Linked DNA regions of Zea mays: region 2 is linked to region 1. A link is a contact called in public Hi-C data. All regions are on one chromosome and are shown on one strand. The core of a region is the stretch at or near the end of the contact, and the rest is flanking DNA. Distances in the headings are between cores, read along the strand shown.

Evidence for each region. Hi-C and Micro-C count contacts between places; a contact is called where the count stands out from the background.
Region 2: a contact with region 1 is called in a Hi-C map of ear, with 2.6 times the contacts expected there. The contact joins the enhancer-like site here to the promoter of LOC100281175 in region 1. A contact is called at or near these places in 2 of 25 Hi-C or Micro-C datasets (ear and tassel).

Annotation. Positions count from the first base shown.
Region 1 is chr6:138,719,004-138,723,190 of Zm-B73-REFERENCE-NAM-5.0, forward strand. It overlaps LOC100281175 (bifunctional protein tilS/hprT), which reads right to left and starts at 2,139. Exons shown (of 3, transcript NM_001154094.2): 1 at 1,565-2,139; 2 at 484-648; 3 at 1-257. The coding sequence starts at 2,086. The coding sequence ends at 144.
Region 2 is chr6:138,850,852-138,855,370 of Zm-B73-REFERENCE-NAM-5.0, forward strand. No RefSeq gene overlaps it. Among protein-coding and RNA genes, the nearest start is that of LOC100285016, 20 kb to the right of the region's middle. Within about 2 kb of position 2,615, at least 19 of the 20 cell types and tissues checked have an H3K27ac peak or open chromatin away from gene starts, as enhancers often do. A contact at or near this core is called in ear and tassel, where this site is marked.

The DNA.
Region 1 (4,187 bases), core at 889-3,388:
TTTTGCCTTTTTCCCCCTCGTATCATTTGCATTAAGAAGTTCTGCTTCGGTAAAGTTGTTGATCAAAACTGGGATCTCTGTATCATTTGTAACTGAGATCTTCGTATCGATCGATTGCACAAGGTGCAGGTACAGCCTCAGGTCTAATTGCTTGAATCCTTTTTGTACATCTCGGGCTTGAGAACTCCGACATAAGGCAGGTTACGGTAGAGCTCCGCGTAATCTAAACCATAGCCAACAACAAAGTAGTCTGGGCACTGAAAAGGAACAAAAATGAATTAGTACTTACAAGGTGGGGAAGGGCAGCCCAGGAGAGCTTTTCAGTTTTCAGTACTATAGCTGTTACCAACAAAAGATGCAAACTGCTACTTAACAATATAACATTTTGTGGAAATGTGTTGAAGTGCATGCCAATGCCATAGATGGGGAGGGAGGGAGGGGTAGAGAGAGAGAGAGAGAGAGAGGTGGTACTTGTACTGGTACCTCAAATCCACGGTAAAATTTTCCATCCCCTACTAGATGAACATTGACTTTCCTTCTTGCTGGTTTGTCAAGAAAAGTGCAAACCGATATGGATGATGCACCTTTCTTCTCCAAATGAGCAATGAGATAGGACAGAGTATTCCCTGTGTCAACAATATCTTCAACCTACCGAGATATGAAATCATTATCAAATTCCATATACCAGCTCAAATAGACCCAAGAACTAGGAAGTCATCTCAGACAATTATAGGAAGTTAAGACAACAAAACGATAATAATACGAAAAACTAATTAACATAATCAATGATTTCTTTTTTTAAAAAAATGCATTTCCCATAGTATCAATTAGACACAGTGCAGAGCAAATTTCTCAATTGAATACTATTCCTAGACATATAAAACATGAATCAAGCAACACATTAGTGATTCCCTTGGTGCCTATATTTTAGAGCCGTACCACAAGATTGCAAACAAGGACAAAATGTGAATGCTGTATTTAAGTTTAAAACTGTTAGATGCTCTAGACAAAACTATTTCATTCTGAGTAGCTCTAAATGTCCCGCTTCAAAAAGGCACTTCTACAAACTGTATATGCCCTATGATATAGGTGGCCTAACCAGCAGATATTTATACAATTTACAAACAGTGCTCAGATAATCTTATACGGCTTAGTGAACATCCTCGGCTTTTCTCCTAGACCTCCCTGAAAATATTGTACACTGATTAATTTCAGGTTATTAGTACCTTGTTAGGTCGATGGTTTCTGTTCCTGGTCCAGACAAAAAATAATTATTACGAGTCATGTTTGGACAGCCATCCTAAATTTCTAGTATTCTCTCTCTGGGAACGTGAAACACAGGACCAAGACTATCTACTTAATTACAGAGTGAAGGTAAACAATCTAGAGGAGGTCAGGTGAATTATCTTCCATTGAGTCCGTCCACAAGCAAATGACGGGTACCAGCAAAATGATCAAAGCCAACCAATTCTTGGTACAGGACACCACCACACTATAAGGGCAAAAGGACACGTCAACCACACAAAAGCGGTTCACGATCACGAGTAAGGGTAGAGCTCCTCACCACGACCACATGCTTCCCGGCCACATCGACTTTGAGGTCGGCCGTGATACGTGGCTTGCCGCTGGACTCTGTGCCCGCCCCATAGGACTCGACGCGCACGAGGTCGACCACGAGCCGCACGTCGACGCGCCGGACGAGGTCAGCGAGGAAGAGGAACGCGCCCGTGGCGACGCCGACGATGACGGCGGGCTCCGGCAACGCGCGCAGGTCGGCCGCGAGCTCGGCGGCGACCTCGCCCACGCGGGTGGACACCTCGTCCTCCGTCCACAGCACGTAATCGATGCCGACTTCAGCGCTCACCATGGCAGTAGAGGCGACCGTGGCGGCGGCGGAGCAGGGGAGGAAGGTTAGGGTTGCGAGCCGGCGGGCGCGGAGCGCAGGGGATTTATTAGGGCGGCGTTGGTGCGTGGGCTGCGTGGTGGCGCGGTCGCGCCACGGGTGGAATGCCGCGGGCTTGATGAGGAACCGTGCCAGGATTCCGGAATCCCGCGTCGTCACCACGACCATGTTGGTGTTGTCCATAGGTTATGGTACTCCGGTTGTAGTTGAGTTGACCTGTGTCTCCGACACTTGATTAAAAAAAAACTCACCACACGCTCTTAGCTCTATACTTGAGATATAATATAGCCAATTGGTTTTATGCTCAAGATAGAAGACAACATACTTGAGATAGAATATAGCCAATTGGTTTTATGCTCAAGATAGAAGACAATCGGCCTAGGGGATGTTTGACTTCACTGAAACTAATAGTTAGCTGTTAAAATTAGTTAAAGACATCCAAACAATCTAGCTAATAATTCATACACTAGTCACTTTTAGCAAATTAGCTAATAGTTAGCTAGCTATTTGTTAGCTAACTAATTTCACTAGTAATTTTTTAGTCAACTATCTATTAGATCTAGTGCATTCAAACACCCCCTAAATACACACTATAGCGGAGCAAGAACCCGAAGAAGCACTATCATACCTAGATTTAAAGGGTAAACCCGGATACGTCTCATATATGCGCCAAACAAGATCAACACATACAATGACTCAATGTATAGAGACGAATGTCACAAACTTTATTACATAACAAAAATGTCTTATAAAATAACTGATAATAAATAAATCAGACTAAGATAATTATTCCTCAGCGTCAACAGCTGACTGGGAGACGACACCTAGATCTCGTTGAACTCGTTGTAGTAGTCCTCCTCCGGTGGAACCTGCTCTTCACCTGTGGGGGGAAATTATCGCAAGGGTGAGCTCACAGATGTGCATCACTCAGCAAGTGTGGGGGATAATGTGCATGAGCTCACTTATGGTGGGGGCTCTTGTGTAGTGTACGGCTGATTAACAAATAATGGTTAAGGCTGAGCATTGCTTTTAATAAGTTGGTTAAAATTTTATCAGCAGTTACTACACCATTCCAATAAAATAAGAGATCTCAGTTATAACAAATCCCACAATGCAATGCATGTGATAGATTAAGTTTAATTCAATAAGTTAATCATGCGAGAGTCCTGAGTCGCTCTTTACCATGAGCACGACTGATATACCAGTTTTACACTCTGCAGAGATTGCACATCTTTATCCACAAGCCATGTTACCCATTTGGCAAGGGGCCTAGAATTCCCGTTCATTTCTACCAAGGAGACTGAAAGGGAAATGTGCCCTTGAGCCATTTCTAAGTATTTTGGTGATTGAGTGCCAACACAAGTGCTTAAGTGTTAATCTATGCCAATTGATGGACAAAGTGCAAATCAAGAGTAAAGGTATGTTTCTAAGACCTAGTACATTGTTTTGAAGACTAATGTAGTGTGTCTAAGTGCTAGAAACAGGAAAAGACCAATTTGGAAAAGACTTGGCTGAGCAGCCAAGACTCTGCGCAGTCTGGGTGCACCGGACTGTCCGGTGCGCCAGGCTGGCGGCTGTCAACTGGCTGCTCTCGGGACTTCGACGACAGTGTACGACTATAAATCACCGGACTGTCCGGTGAGCCAACAGTCGGCCCGCCCAACGGTCGGCCGTGTAATCCGCGCGCGACGCGTGGCAGAGCCAACGGTCAGAAGGGGGCACCGGACTGTCCGGTGTGCACCGGACAATGTCTGGTGCGCCAACGGCTCTGAAACTCGAACGGTCGGCTTCACCAAAGAAGGAAAGTAATCCGCATCGGATAGTGTCCGGTGGTGCACCGGACTGTCCGGTGCGCCAGGCGACAGAAGGCAAGAATTGCCTTCCTGAAATGCACTCAACGGCTCCTAGCTGCCTTGGGGCTATAAAAGGGACCCCTAGGCGCATGGAGGAACACACCAAGCATTCTCTAAGCATTCCTAAGCACCAAGACTCAAATTCTGCGCATTCGATTCTTTGTGATAGCAACTAGAGCTCCATTTGAGTAGAGAACTCTTTGAGTTGTGTTGAGAGCTCGTGTTGTGACTTGCGTGCGTGTTGTTGCTCTGATTTTGTGTCTTGTGTGCGTTGCTCATCCCATCCTTACTCCGCGCTTCTTTGTGAACATCAAAGTGTAAGGGCGAGAGGCTCCAAGTTGTGGAGATTCCTCCCAAGCGGGATATAGTAAAGTGAAAGCAAAACACCGTGGTATTCAAGTGGGTCTTTGGACCACTTGAAAGGGGTTGAG
Region 2 (4,519 bases), core at 1,365-3,864, 130 kb after region 1:
AGCAGCCTTGTGAGACTTTTGAGGTTGCTTTGACTGCACACAACTATGGCACTGAGAACCTTTGAATATGGTGATATTAGGAATTAAACTCATGGTGTAAAGTCGAGACATAGAACCAAAATTAATATGACATAAAAGATAATGCCAAATACTCGCAAGATCATCGACATTAGTGCAAATATGGCTCACATACTTATTATTGAAATCTAACAGAGAAAAATGGAACAATCCTCTATAATCATAGCCTTTACCAATAAATTGTCCAAACTTAAACACTACTATTTTATTGGACTCCAAAACTACCTTGAACCCATATCTATATAGAAGGGTTCTTGTGCATAGAAGGGTCATGATGCACGTTCTTCAGTTGCACGATCTTTCCCAAAGTAAACTTCAGATTCACCATACCAATGCCATGAACAGAAGCATGTGACACATTCCCCATTAGGACAAAGGAATCCTAGGCACCCTGATAAGAAGAAAACAAATTATTGTCATAACACACATGAACATTAGCACTAGTATCAAGCCACGAGCTAGGTGATTCAAATACTGAGAAGATGAAAGGTAGATTACCATACCTTTTGTCTCCCATTTTGTTAGTGACCACTGTGTTGACATTGCCCTTTTGGCACGACGATCCGCTCGATCAGGACAATCCTTTACAAAATGACATGTCTCACCACACGCGAAACATGTCACTCCAGCCTTGTTCTTCTTCTTCTTGAAGTTGGTGGTTTTGTTGGGCTTGTTAGATTTTGTATTTCATTTGCCCTTGTTATGGTTCTTCTGAACCATGTTGGCGTTGGAGTGGCCCTCGCCTCCTTTAGAACCTGTGTCCTTAGCCCGAGATTTCTCCTCAACATCCAGAGACACTATCAAATTTTCAACTGATATCTCATGTCTCTTATGTTTCAGAGATGTGGCGAAGTTTCTCCATGTAGAAGGCAACTTTGCAATAATGTACCCATCCACAAATCGGTCACGAAGGACAATCTTAAGGTGGTCGAGCTCCTTGGCAATACATTGTATTTCATGAGCTTGCTCAACAATAGAGCGATTATCAACCATCTTATAATCATGAAAGCTCTCTATGACATACAGGTCACTGCCAGCACCTGATGCACCATACTTTATAGTAAGTGCATCCCAAAACTCCTCGTCTGTGTATTGCATATTCGCATAAGCTAGACGATCAACAAGGATGCTAAGAATTGCCCCCTAAAGATAGTATTGGCATCGACATACTTTTTCTCCTCTTCAGGATTCAGTACGCCCTCAGGTTTGCCTTTACTAACATGAAACACATTGATAGTAGTAAGCAAGAGAGTGTCCTTGACAGGCCACCTCTTGAAGTGTATACCAGAGATATTTTTCTAGGTTCAGCGCATCAGCAAAACCAGCCATAGTTAAACCAGGAAATTGTCTACAATAAGGTTTTTGGACTGTTGAACAATTATATATTTTCTAGATCAAATTCCGAATATAAATCATGACCAATAATAAATAGTCTAGATGTCTGTTCCACCACAAGTAAACTAACAGCCTAACAGGCTAATCATAAAAAGACAGCACACCTCTATCATAACAGATAAACTGAAGTATAAGGTCAAATTAGATGATGTGTATTAATCAGACATACTGGTAGATGACGCGGGTGGAAGCCGAATAGTCAATAATGGCAAAGCCTCAGGGTCGATGATGTCGAGGTAGCAGGGTCGACGATGTCGAAGCGGCAGGTTTGACGACAAGATCGCGAGCAGTCGCGTGAGGACGCTTCCTAAAAACCTTATTCACCCTCTTCGGGTGTAGGATCTCGAAGTCGACGGTTCCGGAGACCTGCTCTCCCGATCGCAGATGCACGTCGGCGGTCGGGATGAAGACAAATACGATGGCGACGTAGTTGTGAGCAGAGACGAAAACTTAACTTGTGTTGGGATGGGTTTGGCGTTGGCTGTAAGGCGCGTGACCGCGAACCCATAAGGACCCGCGATCCGATCCGCACGCTATCCAAGAACTAATAGACTCGTGCGCCCCCATAAGGCGAGGGGCCAGATTTTAATAGACCATTCATGTGCGTGTCGTGTGCCCGCACCCTTCGTCCGCCCAGGGGGCGAGGCGAGCAAGCGCGCGTGCGTGGTTTTCCACGCTCTCTCCTCATCCATGACTTGGTGATTGTAACATTCGTATTTAAACTAATTCCACACCACTTAAACTAGCAATATATGACTATTTGTTCCAATGTCTACTAGTCATATCTATACACGGCCTTTTAAGATTTGTATAGGATGTAATTAAATTTCAGAGTCAGGTCTAACCTATAAATCCAACACGAACGCCGAAAAGATACATCTCGCAGACCACGCTCCCAAGCAGGTCGGTCGGTCGATCCTCCCGTCGACTGCTGTTGGTCTGCTCCCGAGAAAAACCCACACACTATACGGCACAGCTTTCGGCGCAGGTTCTTGTGTCGGTAGCTGGCCGGCTGGCTCGGCATGGAACAAACGGATTCGGCCGGCCGACCCGTCAGTTTGTACAGTACTAGGAGTCTACTAGGAAGCAAGCACTGGCGGCTGGCGCTAACCCGAATGCATGCACGTTCCATACAAATGGCCGAACGGGAATATTGCCAGCGCAAGCGGTGCAGGGCATGTGAGCAACCGATGGCTCCGAGCAGCCCCCTTCTTTGTCCGTTCCTCCTTTCTCGTGCGTGCGTGCTTGCTTGCCGCACAACGGCACAACTATACCATCGGTTCAACGGCATGTGTTGCTATCTACTGCTATCACGATATTTATATCGATTCAACTTTAGCAAATTCAATTAGGCTACGTTTTATTCACTTCATTTTCAGACATTAGAATTTAATTACAACTTTCCAAATTTCATATATAAATCTATCTCAAGCTCATAGGGTAAGAGATAGAAATTAATTCTATAGATTTATATGTTACTTTTTCTAATATAGAACTTATAGCACACTTTTTTATTTACTTCTCTATATCCTAAATGTATTGTATAATCTCTGTTATATGATTTAAAATAATATATAAATACATTATATATATAAATATATTAAGTTAATTAGTTTGTTTAAATTATAGTTATTAGAATGGAAACAAACGGGACTTAGATTTTAAATGGCTGCCACTACGATTTTATGTCAGGAATCAGCCCACCCGCGCGCACGGCAGGGACGCGTGCGTGCTCAAGTCACAGATCCGGTCACTCTTCCTCGCACGTATCCGCGTTGAACGACCGCGCCCATCATATAGCCCGGGGCCACGCCCTCCGGGGACCAGCGATTGACCGGCCAGACCCAAACCCAACCACCGAGGAGCAACCGACCAATACTGTCGATCTCAACGTTCTCCACGGGTAGGGTAGGGTAGGCTTGCTTGCTTGCCTGCTCAATGCTGACTCAAGGCTTCAGATTGCACGGAGATTTCGATTTCGACCTTTTTTCATAGTATATATAGGCGCGTTTGACACTGTTCAACTTATTATTGTTCAGGTCTGCTTCAAATAAAAAAGTACAATTATAACAGTACTTAAGAGGCAAACTTTACGTTTCATAGAGTTAATATAAGATAATCTATAGAGTACAGTTTGTGGAACAGTGTCAAACACTCTTTGTATATCGCCTCGGACAGTCCGCGATTAGATTAACTCAGCCAGTAAAGTCCTTTTTCCGTACGTGCTTATCTATCTAATTACGCAGATTCTGTTGGAGAATGCTTAGGAACGGGTTCAGACCTTCCCCTATATATATGAAGGGGTATGACCGATTGTGTGCCCCCCACAATCGAACAAATCAACCAAACATTTACATTTCCTTTACTTTTGTAAGGAAAATGGACATTGGCCTATTTAACTAATTGACTTTGGTGTTTGATGAGCAACATAACCTGTGGACTAATGTGTTTGCTAGTGTTTGTATTTGTAGTTCATAGGATGCTAAAGTGACTTGGACTAAGGAATTGAGGAAGCAACACTTCAAAAGAAGACATTATGAAGACCATAAGTGAAGAACAACGAATATCAAGCAAAGTCTAAGACCTAAAGAAAGTGTTTCCACTAGCGGACCGTTCGGTCAAGAACATCGGACCGTTCAGTAGCACACTGTCGGACTATACGGTGCACCAGGGAACAGTAGCCCAATGGCTAGTTCCTGGTGGCACTGCGGAGGAGAGCCACCAGACTGTCCAGTGTAAGACAATGCGCGACAACATTCACCTGCAACAGTCAGAACCAACAGCTAGTGGTGCACCGAACAGGGGCACCAAACTGTTCGGTGCCTACCATCGGACTGTTCGGTGTGCCACAGAGAAGCAGCAACTTTTCTCTAACTGCTAGTTTCGAGTTGGGGCCTATATATACTTCACCCAACCGGGCATTTGAATGTGTGGGAACCCAAGCAACATACCAACACATATTGTAGACATTTTCAAATGCTCATACACCCAAGTGCTTAATAGAATCACTCGGTGATTAGCGTAGGTGCTTTGTGAAGTGTTTAAT